2 separate regions of the Anser cygnoides genome follow, and region 2 is linked to region 1. Evidence: chromatin contacts called from public Hi-C data. All regions are on one chromosome and are shown on one strand. Each heading gives the region's core, a stretch centred on a gene start, on an enhancer-like site or on the middle of the called end of the contact. The rest is flanking DNA. Distances are from core to core; before and after follow the strand shown.

The links. Hi-C and Micro-C count contacts between places; a contact is called where the count stands out from the background.
Region 2: a Hi-C map of liver shows a contact between it and region 1, with 5 times the contacts expected there. The contact joins the promoter of PHKB here to the promoter of LONP2 in region 1. A contact is called at or near these places in 2 of 7 Hi-C or Micro-C datasets (both in liver).

Annotation. Positions count from the first base shown.
Region 1 is chr12:19,164,376-19,169,542 of Taihu_goose_T2T_genome, reverse strand. LONP2 (lon peptidase 2, peroxisomal) reads left to right here and starts at 2,333. Exons shown (of 15, transcript XM_013186832.3): 1 at 2,333-2,615; 2 at 3,478-3,712; 3 at 4,522-4,653. The coding sequence starts at 2,383.
Region 2 is chr12:19,346,914-19,352,080 of Taihu_goose_T2T_genome, reverse strand. It overlaps PHKB (phosphorylase kinase regulatory subunit beta), which reads left to right and starts at 3,103. Exons shown (of 31, transcript XM_048073395.2): 1 at 3,103-3,257. The coding sequence starts at 3,173. ITFG1 (integrin alpha FG-GAP repeat containing 1) reads right to left here and starts at 3,056. Exons shown (of 18, transcript XM_013186856.3): 1 at 2,817-3,056; 2 at 314-386. The coding sequence starts at 3,003.

The DNA of each region.
Region 1 (5,167 bases), core at 1,084-3,583:
TATACTTTAACAGAGAAGATTAATAAGTTAAGTGGTGGCTTGATCTTGGAGTATTGGTAGTGATCACAGGGGAAGGATTTTTCTCATAGTAGGCAACTTCAATCTAATAGGTAACGATACAGCAGCAGCTGGTCTTAAACTGGTATTACAAGCAGGATGCAAATTCTAACAACGTAATCAACTGTTGAAACACTTAGCTGTGGAGGTGGTTGGTTCTCTTTTATAGCAAGTCTTTAAATCACGGCTGAATTCCTCTCCAGGCAATACAGTGCATCTCAGATATTGTGGACTTGATGCAGAAGTTGCTGGTGAGATGCAAAGGAGGTCAGGTCATGTGGCCATTGTCCCTTCTGATCTAAAAGCTTCCGAGTTGGAGGCACAGAATTCTCTTAATATCTTAATGCTAGCCTGTTTCTCAATGTGCCGAGAGATTCAGCTAGTCAGAAAAAAGTTCAAAACAGCTGTTGCTTAAATGTCATCTGATTGTATTTAAGCAGAAAACAATTTAGAGGAATAAAGTACTATCTAGACATCCTAATCAAGATGTGTCCCTATTGTACTGGACACTTAGTTTGTGCAGTAAAATACAGTCCTGGATATTGGGAATTGCTTGTGGAAATTGAAAGGGATTTTAAATCACTCATTGAAATTTTCTGATACGGTTCCAGAATGAGTTAAACTATTTTTAATGACCAGAGGGACTAGTCATTTCTGAAGAAGGGAAGAAAATTATGGCCTGGAGAATAAACATGATGAAATTGGTAATTTTTTTTTTTAATGAAAAGATTCAGATTGAGCAAATTCATCAATAAATACGATGAGCAAATGTTTAACCTTTAGGTTTGGTTTGTGTTCGCATTCCAAACTAATATAATTAGAGAAGCTTAAACATATGTGAATGTTGAACATATGTTTACAGAGTAATTATGTTTAACATCAGGAAGTTCACAAAACATTTTCTATATTCTTGTGTTAAGTACTCTTTTGCATTAGTATTTTCTAAATGTCATGTTGAATAGTACATTAAATTCTAGGTTCTTTCTAAGTTGTCTGAAGTGACTGTTTTACAGAGAAAAAATTTTTCTCAGCTGTAGTAATTTCTTGCATTTAACCATTGTTATTACTTCCATATGTCTTTTTACTGTGACATTTTCTTCTAGTAGGCCAACAGATTAAGGCATTAATAAACTGCGTGACTAAGCAAGTTTCTTACTGTAGCTATACTTGTGCGTTTCAAAGTGCCAGCTTGTATAAACAGTCCTTGCTACTACACTTTCACCTTTGTATAGGATTACCTTTGTTCAAAGCATACCGAGTCAGTCAGTGATTAACAAGGGATTGGCTAACATAGCTCATTGCATTATGCAATTTTAATATTGCACCTCTTTTCACCAGTGGAGGGTAGGGGGAAAAAAAAAGGGCAAGTTTCTGCAATCAGCTTGTTCATCTGAACTCTCCATAGGCCTGAGTGCTCACAGTCCATCCCTCGAGCAGGCTTTTGCATGAATGAGCAAAGCAGTATTACTAGAGCAAAAGGAGCTAGACACAGCACAGCTGTAACAAATGGTGTTGCCTCCAGCTCTGCTGAACCCCATTACACTGCACTGAATGTTGCCCTGCATTAGTGGCGTCCTGGGATCAGCCTCAGCCCACAGGTGGCCCTGTGAAAAGGCGGGGAGTGGATTTGGCTGTGTCCTGGGCACCACCACTTGGTGCTTGAATCCTCGCGTGGCGAAAGCTTGAGGTGAAGGTTTGGGCCTTGGTCCCTATACTGCTGCAGAGGGGTGTTTCTGCATGTCTTCCGTTGGGGTCAGGGCTGCCTGGAGCACTGGGGAGCCCCTGCCCCAACAACAGCCTAAGGAAAGAGGGCCTGGGCCAAACATGTGGGAGCCGTGGGAGCGTGCCTTTTACTCAAGGAACTAAGCACTTGCAACCAGTAAATGGAATCCCCAAAGCCTTGCCTTTCACTATTTACCTTTCTATTAATGGAGCCTAATGTTATTACAAACTCATTTATAGCACTTTTTGGTGTTATTTATTTATTTAACAGGCACACAAAAGGAAACCCTGAGCCTATTGCAAGAGCTAGCCTGCCATCTGGTGGCCGAGGCTGCCGAGGCACAGCACTGTCCCCGTGCCATCACCCCCAGAAGGGGCGACAACAAAACAAAACAACCCGAGGTTGGGCCGGGGCCCGGCGCCTGGCGCGGCGGCAGGCGGGGCCCCTGAGAGGACCGGGCCGCTTGGCGGCAGGTGCCGCGGGGCCTCCCCTCCAGGCCCGTGCCTCCGGGCCCGGCCGGTCCCTCTCGGGTGCCCGTAGCGGGCGGGGCCGGGCCGGGCCGTGGGCGGGCGGCGGGGCGCAGCGCAGCGCAGCGGGCGGCCATGGCGGCGGGCAGCGCCATCCAGATCCCCAGCCGCCTGCCGCTGCTGCTCACCCACGAGGGCGTCCTGCTGCCCGGCTCCACCATGCGGACCAGCGTGGACTCGCCGCGCAACATGCAGCTGGTGCGCAGCCGGCTCCTGAAGGGCACGTCGCTGCGCAGCACCATCATCGGCGTCATCCCCAACACCAGCGACCCCACGTCCGACTGCGACGACCTGCCCTCCCTGCACAGGTGCCACCGCCAGCTCGTCCCGGCCGTCGCCTCGCCCCGGCTGGCACCTCCGGGGAGCCGGGCCTTGGGGACGGGGCTTTGCTGCTCGGCCTCCCTGGGGCTGCCTCTCCCCTACCCGGAGCTTCTCCGGAGGGGACGCGGTGGCAGGGACTGGGGGGCTGGCGCATGCCAGAAGGTTGGGAAAGCAAGACCGGGGTGCAAGAGAATAACGCGATTCGATAAAGTTTAGGGTCATTAAGGCTCTACCCATATTGTTTTTTGTTGTGGTTTAATAAAAGTAACACAGGTAGAGACCTAGGTTCCTAAAAGCTAATTATATTTCTGTGGGATGAAGTACAAATAGAACTAATATGCTTTATTCCTTACAAAACTTTGTTGCATTAGTGGATTCAGTAACGTTTTGCAAGAATGTATTTTAATTCTGCTTAAGCAGGTAGTTTAATCATAGTTTAATCAGGTAAATGTGAACTAAAACATTAATTCTGGATGAGACAGACAATTTCACTGAAGAACAGTAGTTTACAAACGCTCCGTTTTCTAGTGCAAATAGTTCAAGCAGAAAGGTAAGCATTCCTTTCCTGTTCCAAGATCCCTTAAATTATTTATGAAAAAGTTACTTGTTCCCAAAAAGGATGTGTGTATTATATTGCTATTGTTAGTTTGTCAGTTACCTCATTCCTTTTCAAGTTTTAAGGTTTGGTTTTGTTAATTTGTGTGCAAAAGAGGTCATGTAATTCTGTTACCTTTGTTGATAATGAACTATGACCTCAGAGGTCCTACAGTTCAGTTTCTTGTTGGTAAGGGACACGTGAAATGTTCTGTGGAAGGTGCCGAGTAATACAAAGATTTGATCTGTTTTTAGGATTGGCACTGCTGCTCTGGCAGTTCAGGTGGTTGGCAGCAACTGGCCCAAGCCGCATTATACATTGCTCGTTACGGGCCTCTGCCGATTCCAGATACTGCAGTTGCTGAAAGAGAAGCCGTATCCAGTTGCTGAAGTTGAACAGTTGGATCGACTTGAGCAGTTTACTAACCAGCATAAATCTGAGGAGGAGCTTGGAGAGTTGTCAGAGCAATTCTATAAGTATGCAGTACAGGTAAATTATTCTAATCCTATTTAGTGTATCGGTGTACTTCTGCTTGTACTTAGACTTTTCTTTGTTTCTTCTTTTTGCCTTTCTCTCCCCCCTCTATCATGTTTTTCAGTGACAGGTAAAGTTTCAGTTCTGCTAGAAAATAAATTTTTGACATAGCTTACGGTTTCTGTGTTGGGTTCCAGGGTCTCAGTACAGTTCATTGCAGGATGGGTGTAAAATGCATATATTAGTATTACAATAGCTTGATAGTGTTTCATATATGGTAATGCTATAAGTATACTCTTGTAAAAGGAACACTTGAATAAGTGTTTTTTCCAGGATTCATGATACACATAACTGATTTATTTACTTTTAAGTATACGTTATAGTATTTATTAATTTTAAGTATGTTATTAAACAGGAAAAAACATATAGAATCTTGATTATAAACAGTTGTCCCCAGGGTATATTGAATTTGTGTTTAAAGGAAGCGGAGAAGAAAAATTATAATAGCCTTAAGGTAACTGCAAATATTTGTAATCAGGATGTTTGGGGGCTACTAAGAGATGTAGGCATTGAAAAAAGCACTGGAAACTATGATGATACTTTTGAACTTCTTGAACCAGTAGAAAGCCCAAAGTCTCAATTGTCCTATGCTGAGTTAGTGCTTCTTCTGCGTGCAGTTTTTTTCTATGTTTTTGGTAAAGCATCTAGACACATTTCGTACTAATACTTAAAGATGCACTGCTTTTTAGGTCAGATAGTTGCTTACATAATTTAAAAAGAAACATCAACAACTAAAAATATTGTTCATTGTGTGTTCATTACAGTTGGTTGAGATGCTGGATATGTCTGTTCCTGCAGTTGCAAAGCTGAGACGTCTTCTGGACAACCTGCCTAGAGAAGCTTTGCCAGATATACTTACTTCTATCATCCGTACATCCAACCAAGAGAAGCTTCAGGTATTGTGTTTTTAAACTATTTAAGGAGAATTAGGTGTTGGCTATTTTCTTATAGTTAATCACTTTTTAGATAATTTTGAAGTTGCTTACACATGATATTGAACAGCAATAATGTCGTGCTAGAAAGTATTTGTGTTACAACTGATAGTGAATATATTTAACAAATTTCGTGCTGTTTTTAAAATATTTTTCCTTATGTCTTTATGTCAGAATTCACCTAAAAGTTAAATATTAGTTAGTGCTGGAAACGGATTATTTTATACAACAACCAGAAATAGAACATGGATTTCCCAATCCCGTGGTAAAGATTATAAATCTATCTTCAAATTGTGTTGAAATCTTGCTTGCTTATCAGAGTTGACAGATCACTATATATTTAATGCTAAGAATTTCAGGATCAGGTTCCTTTTAATCATTTTAAAAAAAACATTTAAACTTGTGGCTTTTTAAATACTGAGACACTAGTGAAATTCGCATCTTATGTCACAATAATGTTATATAAAAATAATGCTTA
Region 2 (5,167 bases), core at 1,854-4,353, 180 kb before region 1:
ACAAAGAAAACCAAAGGACATAAGTTTCCCAAGGGGGTGGTAAGTCACACCTTAACTACATAAATAACAAAATCCACAAATTCTGTCATATGAACCACACACATACACAAAAAAAAAGGCAAAACAAAAGTGTATCAGAAATGACTCTGGAAGCTTCTTGGTCAAAGAACTTGAGCTCTAAGGGCAAGTTGAACCACACTGCCAATCAGACCACAGCACAGACAGTTCTAGTCCCATTCCCACTGACTGTAAAGATATCCTTTCAAGAAGAACGAGCACTTAAATTGTTTCATCATTCAATATCAATACTTACTTCATCGGTAACTTAACACGGGGCTTAAAGTAAGGTTCCTTTTGGTCAGCCAAAAAGATAATCAACTCATTCCCTGCAAAAGCAAGTAAGACAACGAATAACCCCTCATGGTTAAGGATCATAGATGCTTTATATATAAAAACAACACTAAGTGTTGTGTTGCAAATGGTCATTCCTCATAGCAGCAAAAATACTTCCTCCTCATTAGAACAAACACTTCCTCCTCATTAGAAAGGAAGCAACAGGAACACTTCTTCAGTACAACAGTATAAATCTAACTATATCATTAACATAATCCATTAGCATCAAAGGGATGCGAATCCATTAGCATCACAGGGATGCTAATATCAAGACTATTCTTGGGGGCTTAGTGTTAAACTTCTCTTTGCTATCGCTGCCACATGGCTTGAAATAGAACTTCCCATACTAGATTAGTAAATGTTACATGTGAAAAAGTAATAGGCATCAGTTCTACACAAACATTTAAATCATAAAAGCTGACGTAAAGAACTCTTAAAATACTGTCTCTGACATAGCAGGATCTGATGCTGCTCTTCCAAGCCTGCTGACAGAAGAACCTTAAAAGAAACTCACAGGAGTAACCTGGTTCCACACAGCACTTCCTCATTTAGAGGCAATGATATAAGCCACTGTCATTCAGTTACTACAGTATAATCTAAATACAAGCCCATATTTCCTGTTGCACAAAGAATTGTATTGGGGGAAGAAAAAAATTCTTAAACTACAATTTTTTTTTCAGTCAGAAAAAAAATCATAATTCATATAAACTTCTGCAAGTAAAATCATACTTCACAGCTGAAGAAATACAATTTTTTTTTTAATTTTTTATTTTTTTTTTTTACTAATCCTTTATGATGTTTTTCTGCATTCTCCAAGAAACTCACCTGGAGCATCCCTAACCATAAGATATAGGTTGCCTAAGGGAAAATAATTCTACAGTTCCAAACTTAAGCTACCATAGCGTACTTCAAGGGCTTTGCTCTGTGGCAAATTTCACAGCTGTGAAATATCAGAATAGAAGCTTTTTGGGTATGAAAAAGGAAAATAACTGCCATAAACGTATTTGCAAAGGAGAATATGCCAACAGATGAGTAAATGAAAACAAACCCTTTCCAAATGGATAGAGGCAACTAGTGCAGTTCCATCTGGCAAGCTAACGCAGCCAGGGTTGCATTGTACCTTCACAGATGATTGGAAAAGCTGGCACGCTGTAAGCTGAAGAAGCTTGCTGGCTGGTTAAAGCTTTTGATAATAAAGATGTAGGTTGACTGCTAAAACTTACAATTCTGATTTCACACTATAGTTTTTTACCTGCCTTTTTATCATCTAGGTGGTAAAGTAATGATGTTGATGAAGCAGATTGATCCTTACACATAGCAGGCTCCAAGTTAATTATGTTTCTCTGAATTGAGATTTTATGGCCTCTAAAGATGGATTTATGCAAATTTTGGCTCAGAGCTCATCAGCAGTCAAAACAAACAGAGTACTGGAAATTATCTGATGAGCAGAAAACTGAAAGCAGTATGGCACTACATCAATCCTCAGTGTAAATATCTAAAAGCTGTCTACAGTTGTCATCCTCTCATTTCAAAAACAGCACAGAAGAAAGGGAAAAAAAAGTACGGAGAAGTGTGAGGAAAAGGGCACAGTTTCCATACAAACAACAACTCAGTAGCTTAAAAATTCTGTGGTCAGGATACCACAGAAGTTTCCAAAACTCCCCAGTGAAAAGCAAAAGATGAATTACTCACTGCCCTGTACTATTGGAAGAGGCATCAAATACGAGTAGAAAGCAGTGGATTCAACAGGCAAGAAGTATGAGTTTCTCCACTTGTCATACTTTTATGAAGTGATACAACCCATGTCTGATGTCCACAGACGGTGCTGACCTCTAGTTTGCTCCCACTGGGGTCCTCTCCCCAACCTGAGCCTCAGCAGAGACCCCCAGCAGCTGACAAGCCAACAGCCTTGTGCACGGCTACTTTCCTTTGGACTTAACAACATCCAAAGCAGGCTAACATCTAATTTATCCTCCGTACAACCATGAAGTGTTCTTCATCTCTACTTCCCAACAAATTGTGGAAGCAGAAGAAGAAGGTCTGGAGGAGCAAAACCCTCCGCTCAGCCAGATGATGCTTTTACCTATCTCAGACCACAAAGCCAACTATAAAGGTAAATACCTCTTCTCCTAAATAAAGCCCTGCTCCAGTGCAAACCGCAAATCTGTTTCTCCATGTCGGGAACACCTCGGGAGCAACACAAACGCCAATTTCAGCCCCGAAAGCAGCTCTGCTAGTCAATACCATCACCTCCAGCAGCACCACCGAGCGGCCGAGGCAAGGGCCGACCGCTGCCCTTTCCGACACGGGCACCGGGCCGGGCTGCTGCGACCCCTGCCCCAGCACCCGCCCCCCGGCTCCGAGCCCCGCGCCGGCCCCGGCCACCCCCGGGCACCCCCTGCCCACACCAGCGCCGCGCTCACCGCCGCGCAGCACGAACAGGTCGGTCTGCTTGTCCGAATTGAAGTCGCCGAACGCCGCCAGGGTGCCGTGGGCCTCGGCACCGAAGAGCTGCGCCGTGACATTCTGCAGCGCCGCGCCGGGCCCCACCAGGACCGCCAGCAACACCAGGGCCGGGCCCAGCCACGGCACACAGCGGCCGCCCCCCATGGCGCAGCGGCTCTGCCCGCCGCCCGCAGCGCTTTACGGCAACACCGGGGAGGGCCCGGCGCCGCCGCCACTCCATCGCGACGGTTTCGCGACAGCGGCCCGGGCACCTTTACGGCCGCCGCGGGTAACGGGGCGCCGGGCCGTGGGGAGCGGAGCGCAACGCGGCGGGATGGCGGCGGCCGCGGCGGCGGCGGCCCACATGGCCGATGTCAGCTGGAAGATGCTGGAGCTGCGGGCTCGCTCGAAGCGCTCAGGTCTGACCTCTCGGCTCGGTCCCGGAGCCGCCCCGCGGCTCCCCGCTCTCTGCCCTTCCCCTCGCCTCGCCTCACCTCACCTCACCTCGCCTCACCTCGCCTCACCCGGCGCTGCCCCGCACGGCCGGGCACCGGGCGGCCCCGGGGGCTGCGGGGTTGGGTGAAGGGAGCTGCTGCTGCTGCTGCCGTAGCATCGCTCTTGGGCAGGTGGAGCGCTTTAAAGCACGGGAGTGCCAGCTGCTGCTGCCTGGTTTTCTATGGAAAAGCATTTATTTATTTGAACGTGAGAGCTTCAGGTACTGAAGTCAGTCTGCAGGGCAGCGAGGTTCTGGCCTCAAGTGCAAGGGTGAAGTTTAGGGAGTTGTCTTGAATGTCCAAAGCTCAAAGACCCCTGTTCTCTTTTCTCTTTTAAATTAAGTACAGTAGTAGTAGGACTTTACTTGCTAATGTTCTGGTGGAAACAGTTTTCCAAGTGGTCCCTGTGCTGTTTCTGTATTTGGCATACATGCTTGCACAACTCATGATTTGATTTGTGCTGCTGTCGTAGTGACAGGTCAGACTGAAGAAGGTGGCCTTCCTGAGGGCCCTCCAAGAAAGTGCAGTGGTTACCGAGTGCTCTGATTGGTGAGACTTTAAGAATTCTACTTATGTATAGTATTAATGTGCACAATACCATTATTAAGACTGTCCACTAAATGAATTCCTATTTTCTGGCTAATTATGATTACACGGTACTGTTATCTGAAATTGATTAGCGAACGTAGCCATAGAGCTCTACAAAATACAGTCTGGATCCTGCGCGTTTGGAGTGTGCGAGTCCCGAGTCACACAGCAGTGTGCTAACTTTGCGGTTCCCGTCCGAGCTGGGCTCTGTCACTGCAGAAGGCATTCAGGTGGTTTTGAATGCTTGACTTTCTTTTATCTGCTGCCGCCTTCTACTTATTTATTAAATATCTAAGAAAGTTTTCTCTGATAGTGACAGATTGTTATCGTAGTTCAATTCCTCTTTTTCCTACTTAGGGATCTTGTCACTTATATAGAATCCAAAGAAATTTGTTTATTGGAGAAATAAAGCTTGTTTTAGTTGAAATGCTTTTCTGATAAATGAGTTGGTGTAAAAATTAATTTTTCTTTGTGATCTTTTAGGTAACAATCTTATCTAAAAATGAAAATCATGTTCTTGTTTCTCAAATTCCCTACTACATCTTTATAACTATTTTGAAGTTTGTGTAATTTCAGAGCTCTTACTCTTCCTTTCTGGCGTTGTCAGAAGGAGCCATGGTTGTTAGCGTCATTGAAATTGGCTGAAACTCCCCCATGCTGTTCTGAATTGGATGAGGGCTATGCTGACAGTCCCAGCTCACAAACAGTACTGTTTCTTTTTTTTTAATACCTTGCTTAGAGTAAGATCTAATAAACATGGAGCCTTTATATTTAGTAAACATGGAATATAGACTCGCATGAAATGCATGAATGATTCATGTTTTACAGCCAACAGCAAGGTATCATTTAAGACCCTATCCTGTAGGAGGTAGTGCATATCTTGATGATTATGTGTATTAAAATATGTTATGTTGTTGCCAGTAAGAGCAAGTTTTCTTGAGAGCTTTTTCTTTCCCTTCCTTGAACAATAAAATACTGTTTCAATTGTTGCTACTGTGATAATTAACAGTTAGGAACAGGTTACAAATATGTTCAGCAGTTGGCCAGTCTACAACCTCTGAAATCTCAGCTACTTTAAAGAGCCTGAGTTGCTTTAAAGATTTGGAATGACTTGTCATCATAACTACAAGCAATATTTTCTTATTTTACCTTCCAAACTGGCAGATGTTCCACTTCAAATAATAGCTATTCAGTACCATAAGCTGTGGATATGACTGTGCAAAGCATCCTAATGTAAATTCCACATT